2 separate regions of the Sus scrofa genome follow, and region 1 is linked to region 2. A link is a contact called in public HiChIP or PLAC-seq data. All regions are on one chromosome and are shown on one strand. Each heading gives the region's core, a stretch centred on a gene start, on an enhancer-like site or on the middle of the called end of the contact. The rest is flanking DNA. Distances are from core to core; before and after follow the strand shown. Region 1 holds the start of TSPAN33 (tetraspanin-33). Region 2 holds the start of SMO (smoothened homolog).

The links. HiChIP or PLAC-seq counts read pairs in DNA pulled down with a chosen protein or histone mark.
Region 1: an H3K27ac HiChIP or PLAC-seq map of skeletal muscle shows a contact between it and region 2. The contact joins the promoter of TSPAN33 here to the promoter of SMO in region 2. A contact is called at or near these places in 3 of 47 Hi-C or Micro-C datasets (adipose tissue, embryonic fibroblasts and fetal liver) and 1 of 2 datasets of contacts at active chromatin or transcription factors (skeletal muscle).

What each region holds. Positions count from the first base shown.
Region 1 is chr18:19,511,578-19,518,369 of Sscrofa11.1, forward strand. TSPAN33 (tetraspanin-33) reads right to left here and starts at 2,784. Exons shown (of 8, transcript XM_003134681.4): 1 at 2,434-2,784. The coding sequence starts at 2,535.
Region 2 is chr18:19,477,253-19,484,022 of Sscrofa11.1, forward strand. It overlaps SMO (smoothened homolog), which reads right to left and starts at 1,544. Exons shown (of 12, transcript XM_003134680.5): 1 at 1,114-1,544. The coding sequence starts at 1,447.

The DNA.
Region 1 (6,792 bases), core at 1,534-4,033, 36 kb after region 2:
AGTACTGTCCCCTGGGAAGGTCAATGTCCCAAGGATACTGGGACACAAGAGAAATGCATCTTTAGATCCAGCCCCAGGTCTTGAAGAAAGAAAACTGTCCCCAAAGTGATGCATTCATCTTTAAATAGTTCACAGAGGCAGAAAAAATTCTCCTTTAGAGGAGAAAGATTAAGGACAGAGAGACAGATATATTGGCTTAGGGTCACACAGTTAAGTTGGTGCCAGAAAGAAACTGGGCCTCTTGTCCTTCGGTGTGCTATTTCTAGAGCCTCTGACTTTTTATAAGTCTAAAGTAGGACCAAGAAGGGGCTCTTCTCTAATTTGAGGTGGTGCCAGCTTGGTTGGCCAGGTCCTCTGACCTTGAAGGAAGCATTCGTACCAAGATAAATGGGTCTATGGAGCCAAACTTTCTCCCTGGCTATGATGTCCCAAAGTCATTTATCCGGTGAAAGGCTGGTGGGATGGAGTGGGGAAGTCCAAGAAAATGACCATGAATGCAAGTGTAACAGATGCATCCAGCTGTTATCACCAGGGACCACAGATTAAGGTGAAGCGCCAAAGCCTCCAAAGGAGATGCAAAGTTTTAGCTGACAGAGAGAGTCAGCATGAAGAGCTGAGATCTCTGGGATGCTAGTGCTGGCTCTGAGGATGGCACGTCATTGGCCTGGAACAGACAGTGAGCAAGTAGGAGGGTTCTCCAGGACCTGCCCCTAAGTGGGGGTTCCCCTTAGGACATTCCCCAGCCTGGCAGAGTGGTGGCAAGATTTTCTTCAGTTCTTCCCTGACCTCCAGCTGAAATAGAGCCTACACCGTGGACTAGTTGACTAGTTAACTACTAATACTGCTAACACCAGCTATTGTAGCAGCTGTCTGGGCCAAGAACTTCCCCCTAGAGGCACTGTGGCTCAGTAGAAAAACCACCAGATCAAGCCACTAACCATCTGTTGGACCTAGCGTGAAACAACATCTCTGCGCTTTGGCTTTCTCATTTATAAAATGTGGGTCCTGGACAAGACATCTTCCCAAAATGTTTTTTCCAGTTCTAAAACTGAGAATTTGTTAGGAGTTCAAACTTCATTCTTCCCAGTACAATGGCTGAGAATGAGCTGTCATCACCACCCTTTGAGATTTCTCTCATTTTTCCCAACAGGCTAGCACTTAGGTACTTGGTGTGTGTTCACACCATGGCCCCCGTGAAACCTTTCCAGCAACTTGCTTAGATGCCTAGTCTGCACCCTCTCCTAGGAAATATATTTTAGACTCCTTCCTCCTGCAAGTCTGAACTTTAGGTCTCAGGCAGAGGTGGGCAAGTGTAATGGGCTCCGAGAGCCGCAGCTCTGATGTAGTTGGTGCCGGAAGAAAATCAGGGAATCTGGAGGTCGGGGTGGGGGTCGGGGTGTGTATGGTGGGTCCCACTATGTTCTCAAACCCGGAGGGCCTCAGGGATTCTCTAGACATGAAACAGGATTGAGCTAGCATTTCAAGATCTGGTCCAGCTGCATTCACAGCTCCAGCAGAGTATTTCCGACATCCTTGATCATGTGGCGTTTGATTTTACGGAGGAGAGACCAAGGCCTACAGAGGTGAGCGTATGGCCCAGGTTAGTCAAGTTAACAATTAATGGCAGAGTGGGGATGAAAATCCAGGCAGCCCCAGTCCAACATTTTTTTCCACTTTTCCAGCCCTAAGCAGAAGATTCTGAAAGGACCCCTGACCTTCCAGTCAAACACAGGGTCCTATTTAAAGAATCTGAAGACTGTCAAACTCCAGGGGCTAGAGTCTGGTCCCGAGCAAGGTGAGGCAAAGTTTGAGACAGTGCTGGGAAAGGCATCTACACCCGGAGGCCATTCCTGTCCTTTTTCCGCCTTTTGCGGGGGGGAAGGGAGGGTAGAGGCCTGCAAAAGGAAGAGATGAGAGCCCCTTAACCCCTTCTCTCTGAGGTAAGGGAGAAGGAAGGTTTGGGTTTCCCCCTCTTCCTCTTTTCTTTGCTATCAGGGCCTCCCAGGCCAAAAAATCCCCCAACGATGGGATTTTTAACTACTAAGACTGCTAACACGTATCAGTGGGTCTGCCTTCGACCAACAAGAAAACCCACTCCTCCCGCTCAAACCCACCTTTTTTTTTTTTTTTTTTTTTTTTTGGCCTAAAACAGACCCTCCTCCGCTGCCCATGGAATACCCATAAGTCTTTACTGAATCCCTTGCAGACCCCCCCCACCCCAACACCCCCTACACACAAGGCGTCACTGTGGTGTCCCTGCCTAGGATAAATTACCCCAAAGTGCGGTCTTCCCGGAAAACTAGGCAGTGCGGCTCACCACGCTCGCCTCGAACCCGGCATCCGGGGACAACCCTCCTCAGCCGCGGGCAGCCCACTCAGCCCTCCAGGGGGTGCCCTGCCGCCCAGATGCCCCCACGAGCCCCCAAGACTCACCCAGAAGAGCATGTTGAAGAAGAAGAGCAGGTATTTCACCAGCGGGCTGACGAAGGAGAAGTCCTCCCCGTAGGCAGCCGGCGCCCGGGGTCTCCGGGCCATGGTCCAGCCGCCGCCGCCCCCGGGGGCCTATCTCCCCGCGGCGGCCGGCCCACCTGAGCGCTCCGCGCCGGGAGGCATGAGCCGCGCCACCGCTGGAGCCCGAGCGGCGGCGAAGCTGCGGCGCGGCGGGAGGTGCCCGCGCCGTGCGTCCGGAAGAAGCGCGGGCTGAGGAACGGCGCCGCCACTGGAGCCGCCGGGAGTCGCGGGAGCCACCGCGGGCAGCGTGAGCGGCTGAGACTCCGCTGCGGCCAGAGGACCAGCCCGGCCCGCCGGGCTCCCAGGAAACCGGGCCCGCCCCAGGCCGCCCATTGGTTGGTCTGCCAAAACCCGACTTCTCATTGGCCAGCCTCTGGTGTCACTTAGTGTCCAACCATCCCTCTTTTCTGAAAGGCGGGGGAGACACCTGTTCTGCGAGGGACAACTTGTTAAAGGGTCAGTGATTCTGCCTCCACCCTCAAGAAGAAAACATCCAGGCTGCAGCTATTCAAGGGAAAAAGGATCAGAAGGAATGCACGCTGCATCACACACCCACTCCTCTACGCAGTTGCTGTGCACCATATGCAAACACACATACACTAAAATCAACAAGTACGTAGACCATATGTTGAGCAATGCGCTGAAAACTGTGGGACACAAGAATCCGGGGTTGAGGGGGATGACAATAAAATCAGAGACAAAACGAACCTACATATAGCAATTGAGAATATTTAAGAGTAGCTGCAGTCCTGTTTAGTAACTAGATATATACGTATTTATGTATATATATTTATGTATATGTGGGGTTTTTTTGTTTTGTTTTGTTTTGTTTTGCCGCACCAGCTGGCATGTGGAAGTTCCCAGGCCAGGAGTTGAACCCGTACCACAGCAGCTACCAGAGCCACTGCAGTGATAACACTGCATCCTTAACCTGCTGCACCACAAGGGAACTCCAGTAACTGCATATTTTAAATGCTTATTTCAAAAACTCTATAACCCAATGGTGGAAATTTGGAAACATCACCAACAATGCTACCATCCTAATTCATCACCGTTTCAATCCTCACCTCCCTATTTAAGTCTTGGTGTCTTGGTCTACACCGGTTTTAAACACGGTGATCTGGCACGCACAGGTTGAGTGAAATGTAGGTGGTGGACCCTGCCTGGCTACCATAAGTAACACAAACACGAATGCTGAAGACTGTTTGTATCACCACCCCCAACCCAAACTCAGATGTTGAAATCTTGCCTCCCAAGGTTATGGTATTAAAGATGGGGCCTGGGGTGGGGGTGGGGGGGTGGTTTTGCTTAGGTCACAAGAAATGGAGCTTTCATGAATGGGATTAGTGCCTTTGTAAAAGAGACCCTAGAGCGCTCCCTAACCCTCTCTGCCAGGTTAGGACACAGCGAGAAGACAGCTGCCTAGGAATCAGGAAGTAGGCTCTCACCAGAAATTGAATCTGTGGGTGTCTAGATCTTGGACTTTCTAGCCTCCAGAACTGTGAGAAATATATTTCTGTTGTTTATAAGCCACTCAGTTCATAGCAGTTTCTTTATAACAGTCTGAACAGAGTAAAACAATTATTTCAGCCTCATCAGTTGTATGACTTGGGCCAACTTCTTAATCTCCCTGAGTCTTATTTTCTTTCATGTTACCTAGGGAAGGTGCTGGCCTAATAACATTGACGTGAGGATTAAATGAGATAATGCACACAAATCACTTAGCATAGTTTGGCATATAGAAGGGCTCACCAAATGCAATATTTTGTTTGAACAGAATTTAGAATCCTGTCAGGAAATATGGTAATTGCACAAATAACTATAACATATTTAGTGGAGAGTTGGTGAAGATAGCATGGCCAGTGAAATTGGAGGAGGATAATATTTAGAATAGCAGAGACGAAGGAGAAAAGTAATCCAGGTGAACCAAAGGTGAACCAGAGCCTGGAGCTGCAAAAGCACACTGTGTGTTTACTGAAAAATAAGCAGACCGGTTTGCCTTGAGCATAGGTGATGCTCAGTATGGCAGTGGAAGGTAATGCTGATTGACGCCAGTCTATGCTGAATTGACTTAAAATCATGGAGGGACTTGAATATCAGATTGGGGAGTTAGCATCTAATTGATTTGGAAACCAATTAAATTTGGAAGAAAGGAATAATGTCAGACCTGCTTTTTTTTCAGTAAGAGTGAGAAAGAGACTGAGAGGAAGATTTGTTGGAAGATCACTGTTCAGGAGTTCCCTGGTTTGTCACTGCCGTTGTGCGGGTTCGATCCCTGGCTGGGAAATTTTGCATGCTACGGGCGCAGCCAGAAAAAAGAAGAAGAAGAAGAAGAGAGAAGATCATTATTAATAGCCTAGATAATCAGACATTAAGATATTTAGGAGAAATGGACAGATCTGATGGGAAGAGATAGAAGTGAAGATAGAATCTGGGAAGATAGAAACTCTAAGGCTTGGCTATGCTGGGAGGTAAGGGGGATAGCAGCGCCAGGGTTTGGGGGAGTCTAAGAAGTGAGCCAAGGCCGGGTTACTGGGAGTTTGGCCATTAACAGCTTAAGGTGACCACTTGGAAATTGAGTATGAAGTGGGTGGGGTGGGGAGAAGCCGTTTTATAAGAGGTTAAGGAGTGAATGGGTAAGCAAAGGGTGGGCACCCATTTTCAGATGTTAGCGGGATGAGGGTGAGGACTGAGAAAAAGACAAGCTGCTGAATGTTTCCATCAGATGATCATCCAGAGACCAGTTTTAGTGCAGACAGGAAGAGGAAGGCAGGGCACAAGGGATCAAGGACGGGATGGAGGGTGGAATGGAAACTGAGGGTGAGGACTGCGGACCCTTTAACTAGAAGTCAGAAGGTTATGGGAGCCTTAAGGGACCTTAGAATGAAGGGAAAATTCTCTTTAGCATACAAGAGACCTGATATGTTTGTAGGCAAAACAAGCTAGTAAAAAGGGGTTGAGATGGTTAATGGCTGGGACAAGGTGGTTTGGGAGTTAATGGGTAGAATGGGACCAGGAGCCAATGGGAGGACCACGATGCCCATCATGGGGAAGTCAAGGATGGCACCCATCCAGCAGAAAGCCAAGCAGCTATAGAAGAAGGAATGAGGAAGCTCTCCAGGTTCCCAGGTGGAACATCTCCAAGATAAATTATTAAGACAAAAAAGCGATTGAAGAGTAGTGCATTTAAAAAAAAATAACTGTTTTAAAAAGAGAGAGACAAAAATAAGAAATAACATTTGTATTTGCTCACACCTACCTAAATAAACTGTGGAAAGATACAAAACCTGTTAAGAAGGGAGGTTACATACTTGAGGTGAGGGATGAGAACTAAGAAGTGAAGAGGAGAGACTTTTTGCTATGCGCCATTTTATTTGTTCCGATTTTTTATGCATGGAGCATATTAACGATTCAAAGTATTGCGCTGAAAAAAAAACCACATCCTTATTATAGAATGCTATGAAGCCATTTAAAATGATGTAGGAGGAGTTCCTGTTGTGGCGCAGTGGTTGATGAATCCGACTAGGAACCATGAGGTTGAGGGTTCGGTCCCTGCCCTTGCTCAGTGGGTTAAAGGATCCGGCGTTGCCGGTGAGCTGTGGTGTAGGTTGCAGACTCGGCTAGGATCCCATGTTGCTGTGGCTCTGGCGTAGGCCGGCAGCTACAGCTCCGATTCGACCCCTGGCCTGGGAACCTCCATATGCCGCGGGAGCGGCCCAAAGAAATAGCAAAAAAAAAGACAAAAAATAAAATAAAATAAAATAAAATGATGTAGGAAATACAGATACTGACTTGAGAAAAAGTCCATGATACAGGACGTGCAGAAGGCAGATTGTTGAATGAAGTATATAAAGTATTTGATGACCAAAAAATAGTTTCAATTTATTTCAAGTCCTTGGAAGGCATTTTAATCCTTTGAAATATACAACACGGTTATTTAAAATAGAAATCACAAAGATTACATAGTAATATGTAAAACTTTAACAATATGAGTGAAAAAGTCCTAAATAGCATATTCATTGCATGAAATATATGTCAGTAGCAACAGAGGATGAACCAAAGAAAATGTGAAAGTAAAATCAGTTGCACTGACATAATGGGATGTGTAGCAATTTCTAACTTTAAAATAATTTTAGGAGTTCCCGTCGTGGTGCAATGGAAATGAATCCGACTAGCAACCATGAGTTTGTGAGTTCGATCCCTGACTTCACTCAGTGGGTTAAGGATCCGGGTGTCACCGTGAGCTGTGGTGTAGGTCGCAGACGTGGCTCGGATCTGGCG
Region 2 (6,770 bases), core at 294-2,793:
TCTCTCACCAGATTTTGCTTTTTTTTTTTTTTTTCTTTTTTTTGGGGGCCTCGATCAGAAGGACTTGGGCCCCCCACTTCGGCACCAGGGAGTGAGTCTTCCGGACGCCATGGCTTTTGCTTTTATTTCCTTCTTCAAGGACAATTTTGCAATCATACTCACTACGAGCAAGAGATGGCAAGGCCAGTTCCCTTCCCAAGCCTTACTCAGGTCCCCAGCCCAGAAGAGTGACAGGTGGGGGGCTAACCCACTCCACACTGCTAGGAAGGATCTGCTTGGGTTCAGTCTGGTTTTTCAGGCCCGGCCAGGTGAGGGTTCTGGGACTTCAGATCACCATGGAAGTATCCACACGCTTCCCACATCCCAGAGCTAAGTATCCTTCCGCAGCCCTGACCAGTCTGAAGATCCAAATTTCAAAAAAATCCACGAATAATCGTTCGGAGAGTCTCATTCCCTCACAACTCAGACAAGGAACCAAGATCCCATTTTCCAGATGGGGAAACTGTGAACTCTCTGGTGACAGCAAGGTTAAGGTGACAGTTCTCTGGACTTCCTGTCTCCCAAAATAAAATTTCTGACACTTTCCAGTTATCTTTTAATTACTCATCACCAGAGGTTTCTTCTCCTTCGCAAATTTCACTCAATTCTTCTCCCCACCCTCTCCCTCAAAGCCTAAATCTTCTACCCCCATCTTTCGCTCTTCCCTCTCCACTTCGATTTCCCAGCGGTCTCTTCAACGGCTAAACACCTCCTTGAAATCCCAAGGGCCCTGCTTCCCAAGTGGCTCTTAGGTGGAGCATCTGCTCTTTTAAAAAACGTCCTTTCCTGTGTCTCAGAGCTCCCCGCTCGCGGGCCCCTCATTCCCCCGCATCCTTTGCTAACCCGCCCTGCCCAGGCCCTTTGTGACCCGCTTCCTCAACTTCCTCGCCCTCCCTCCTCGTCACCGAGGGTCCCAGTCTGTACACAGCCTCTTCCCAGAGTTTCAGACTCTGTTCCTCCACCTCTCCAGGGAGCGGCTCCCGCCCTCTCAAAAGTTCAGGCCTGAGCCTATTCTTTCCAAGAACCCCCGCATCCCACCACCTCAGCCTCGGGCTCCGGCTCCCGCGCACTTACCCGACCAGAGCACCAGCTTGCCGTGCGCTTCCTCCTGGGAGTCCGAGTCCCCGGCCAGCAGCGTGGAGGTGGCCCCGTAGGGCAGCGCCGAGCCCAGGCACACGTTGTAGCGCAGCGGCTCGCAGGGGGCGGCCCGGCCGCAGTGGCTCAGCGGCGGCGGAGGGCCGGTCACCGCCGCGCTCCGTCTCGCGCTCCCGCCCGCGCTCCGCGGCCCAGGCCAGGTCGCGTTCCCGCTCAAGGCCGCCCCCCAGCCCGGGTCCCCCAGCAGCACCAGCAGCAGCAGCAGCCCCAGGAGCAGGAGCTCCGGCCCCCGTGCGAGGCGGGCAGCGGCCATGGCCAAACCCGCCAACTCAGCAGAAGCCCCGGCGCCCCCGCCCGCTCCCCGCAGCCCCCCGGCCACACGCGCAACCCGTGGGACCGCGGGGCCAGCTCAGGCGACCCGGGCGCCCCGCGAGTCTGGTGCCGGGCCCCCCTCGACGCGCCGCGCGCTGCGGGCCCTCGGCGCCCAACTTCGCAAACTTTGGAACCCGGGGCCCATGTTGGGCGGCGGAGGCCCGGCCCGGGATGCGCAACTTCCTACCCCTTCCTCTGGTAATCCCAGTTATCTTCAGCCCCGGGAGCCCCCCGGGCCCCCAATCTCCAGCCCCATTCCTTCTCCCACCGTTAAAATCACCTCCTGGCGTCGCGAAGGAGGCCAGGCGCGGGCCGGAGAGGCGGGACTCGGTCCTCGGCTGCGCCCCCGCGCCAGCCCGCGGCCCAGCTGCCCCCTTCACCAGAGCGCGCCGCAGCCCCCCGACTTCTCCCCGCCAACTACCCGGCTCCTTTGTTGCTCTAGCTCGCTCGGCTCTCTGGAATGCACGGCCCTCGCCGAGCCAAGCCCGGCCCCCCCTCCGCCACGGCTGGGGGAGGGACTGGCCGAGGGAGGGAAGAGGAGGGGAGGGATGCGAGAGAGGAGGAGCTCGAGCTTCAGCGTCCCGGGCGCCCCGAGAGGCCCGGGCCAGGGGGCTCTGGTGACCCCGCCGCCGCCCCGGGGCAAGAGATGGGTGGAAATCACGGCCAGTAGCTGTCAAAGGCTCAGCAGCCCCCTTGACTGGCCTGAGGATGGTTCAGCTTGGTCGTCTGCAGGGAGTGGACTCTTCTGGTTTACGGTGGTGGAGACAGAGGGGTGTCTGAAGTCAGCTGAAGCCTCTACTACGTCCCGCCCTGCTCCCCAATCCGCCAATCTTTTCTGCTTTTGGTTAGACCTTTCAACTTGTCCTGGGCCCCATGGAGAAGACCAAGGGTTTGCGGTTCCCGCTTGTCCAAGTCCTTCCAGCTCGGGACCTGTGTGAGAGATGACCTCAGATTCCCTCAGGACAGCTGCCCCTGCTGCTGTGAGAGCAGGTGTCAGGAAACCAAAAGTGGGGCATCAAGTCTTTATTGCTACAAGTGTGTGATGCTCTGAACTGTGGTTGCCCACAGCTGGCCCTGGAGTGTCTTTGGTTATGTCCAAAAGAAGGCAGTCCCTCTCTGATGACGCTCATATGCTGGCCTGGCGGAGGAAATTTATGCTGCTTTCCTTCCCTACCCTGCTTATTTTACTTTTTCTCACTCCTTTGCTTTCAGTCACCGAGTCTGATTTCACTTTGTAGGAGTTTACACCTTTTAATTAGCAGGGGTCCAGCCAGGAGAGTGAGCTTGCATTGAGCAAATTTTCCATGTTGCTGATGGGGCAGCACACAAGGGTGGTTTTCCTCTATCCCTTCAGCCTAGCCCAAGTGACTAGTTCTGTTCGGTTTGGCCATTTTATTTTATTAATATTTTAATTTTATGGCTGCACCTGCAGCCTATGGAAGTTCCTGGGCCAGGGACTGATCCAAGCTGCCCGCCCTGCAGCTGTGGCGACTCTGGATCCTTTAATTCACTGCTGGATGGAACCCAGGCCTCCCCAGCTACCCAAGCTCTTGCAGCCAGATTCTTATCCCACTGTGCCACAGCAGGAACTCCTTGGCCATTTTAGAGCAAATGAGCTGTTGCCCTTCAGCTACCATCCTCAAGCAGTACATAAAGCACAGAGAGAGAGGATTTAATTCTATTTAGCAAGTCTTTCTGAAATTCTGGGATGTGTGTAGCACTGTGATAGGCATAGCATCCCTGAAGAATGTGAGAATTTGGATTTTTACTGTGGCAGTAAGATTCTTGCCCTCAAGAAACAGGAATGTATTATGACAAAGTAGCAAAATCTCCTTCCTCCAGGGCAAGGACCTTATTCTATTCTCTGGATCCACACAGCATCCAGTGCTGTCAGACATGCATATTCATCACTTGATAAATTAACTGCCCAAATGAGGTGTACAGTGAATGTACGATAGGAATTTATAGTGGGGAAAGGTCAGTGTGGGTAGAAATGGAGGAGGTAGAATGCGAATCTAGCCCCAAAGTGTGAGTAGGAGACGTTAGAAAAGTAGAGAGGAACACAGCTGACATTACAAGTGGAGGAAACTGACTATAGCTCAGAGTGTGACTGGCCTGGCAACCAGGACCTAGTAGGAGATGAGTAGAGAAACTAATGGGTAAGAAGCCTCAAATGACAAACAGAGGAAATAAGGTTTCATTCTCTTGGCAACAGGGAACAGTGCAGATTTCTGATCAGAAGACTGATATGTTTAAGAACATTAATCAATAAACAAGGTCCTAATGTATAGCACAGGGAACTATATCCAATCTCCTAGACTAAACCATGATGGAAAATAATTTTTTTTTTCTTTTGCTCCACAGCATATGGAAACTCCCAGGCTAGGGGTCCAGTCGGAGCTACAGCTGCCGGCCTATGCCACAGCCACAGCCACATCAGATCCAAGCCTCGTCTGTGATCTACACCACACAGCTCATGGCAATGCCAGATCCTTAACCCACAATGAATCCATGCATTAATCTTTTGGATTCATTTCCACTGCACCACAATGGGAACTCCCATTTCTTTTTTTTTAAATGTTATTTTCCGAATTCCCGTCGTGGTGCAGTGGAAATGAATTCGACTAGGAACCATGAGGTTGGGGGTTTGATCCCTGGCCTCACTCAGTGGGTTAAGGATCTGGCGTTGCTGTGGTTGTGGTGTAGGCTGGCAGCAACAGCTCTGATTAGACTCCTAGCCTGGGAACCTCCATATGCTGCGGGTGTGGCCCTAAAAAGACAAAAAAAAAAAAAAAAAAGAAAAAAGAAACATACATATATATATATGTATATGTATGACTGAGTCACTTTGCTGTACAACAGAAATTGGCACAATATTGTAAATCAACTATCCTTTAATTTTAAAAGAGTGCCGCGGGAGCGGCCCAAGAAATAGCAACAACAACAACAACAACAACAACAACAACAAAAAAAAATTTTTAAAGAGAACATTAATCAGTCAATGTGAGGATGCTGTGAAGGGCAAGAAGCTGGAGGCAAGGGAATTGGGGGAAGGCACCGGTGATTAAAGGAAGAAGTTGGATAATCTATGTCATCAGGGTATAATATTCCCAATGGAAAAATAATTTAAAATATTATGACCTGCCTCAGTAATTTTTTCTGTGCTGTAAATGAAATGGCTCTTACGTCTAAAGTCTGAGCCACAGAGATGGTCGCCTGATATCACAGTGATCCTTTGCTTTTTGGGTTTTGGTGGTTTTTGTTTGTTTGGTTTTGGTTTTTGCTTTTGTTGTTTTGCTCTGCCTGTGGGATGCAGATGTTCCAGGGCCAGGGGTTGAACCCATGCCGCAGCAGGGACCATGCTGGACCCTTAACCTGTTGGGCCACAAGAAAACTCCAATTTTCTATCTAGTTGTGAAGGAGCCAGATTTGAAGGGCTATGGGGGGTTCTCAGCATTCCATGCATTAGGCAGAAACCTATGCATGTGCTCAGGCAGCCCCTTACCTCTCTGCCTACAAATGTTAGCAATTCTTCAGGTACGAAGGCGCTAGCATTCCTTGTCCAAGATTTCTTGGGAAGCAAGCAAACGAATCACATCACTGTAATATAGTACCTTAATCCTAGATATAGGAGAGGGTAAACTGAGATGATCCTACAGGGCTGTCTTTCATCCAGAATGTTCTTCCTTTCAGGAGGAGGGAGATAGGTTAATTTCTCAACTCTCAGACTCACCGTCTAAGAAGTGGAGATTCGGGAATTGTGACAAACAGGAAGTCCGGGAGAAGAAGGAAGGTGTTCAGTGAGCACTGGGGAAGACACAATTTCCTGGTGGTTCCTGAATGGCATTCAGGGTCTGGGAGAAGGCTCCCCCATCCCCTTCTTTGGGCTCACCCATCCCCTTCTTCAGGCTCACCAAGACGGCCAGTGTCTTTTAGAGACTCCTCACAGTGATCTGACGTGCTCCCGAGCTCCAACCTCATGGTAGCAGGGCGTGAAGTGCTCCTCTCCTGAGCCACCCCCCCACCCAGTTCCTCCAGAGTCTTAACTCCATTCACATGTCATAACACAGTCCTTTTGTCAGATCCAAGAGAAGCTATCCTATGTGAAAATGTGTTACAGTGCTCAATTGGCTACAAGTAACTTCTTGATTTCTGAGTCATTCTCACCAAATATTTTGGCATTTTGAAGTCACAATTCAATGGTGACTTTTTGTTTTTTGGCCTCTTGGCCTTCCACTTGAAAAGAATGAACACGAGGGAGTTCCCTGGTGGTCTAGTGGTTAGGATTCCACACCTGCTGCCTGGGGTCATTCCCTGGTCTGGGAACTAAGATCCCACAGCAAGCTGCTGCACACCATAGCTGGATCGGGGGTGGGGTGGGGGGCAGGGAGGGAGGAATGAACCTGAAAGTATCTCTGAGCCATCCATGGGTATCCTTGAGATCTTGTTTGTCTCCTTATGGACTTCAGTTGTCACACTGGCCAGAATTTGGAGCATGATTGTGGCAGTGATCCTGTTCGTTCTTTCTTCCAGTATTTCTTATTTTACAATTAAGAACATCAAGTCAGAGGGAAAGGAGCTAAATAAGGTACCTCCTCCGAGGCAGGACAATAGATTGGAGTTAGAGACCCGAGTTGGGACTTACTAGCCAAGAACCTTTGAACACCTTTGTCTAAGTCTCTATTTCTTTCTTTATAAAAATGAGATATTATCAGTTGTGCTTCAACACACCAAAAGTGAACATTCTGAAAAGGAAATTAAGATAGCAATTCCATTTACAAAGCATCTAAAGAATTAAATACTTAAGAATAAATCTAACCTAGGAGGTGAAAGACATGTACACTGAAAACTACAAAATGTTGCTGCAAGAAATTAAAGAAGACCTAAATAAATGGAAAGATATTCTGTGTTCACGGATAAGAAGACTTAAGAAGGTTAAGATAGCAATACTCCCCAAAGCTATATAACACAATCCCTATCAATATGCCAACAGCATTTTTCACATAAATGGAAAAGTTTGTCCTCAAATACTGGGCTCTGAATAGCCAAAGCAATCTTGATAAAGATGAATAAAAGTAGAGGACTTACACGTCACGATTTCAAAACTTACTATAAACTGCAGTGATTAAAGTACTGTGACATGGACATAAAGATAGACATATAGGCCAATAGAATAGAATACAACGCTCAAACATAAACCCTCCCTATATGCCAACTGATTTTCTAGAAAGGTGCCAACACCATTCAATGGGGAAATGACTGTC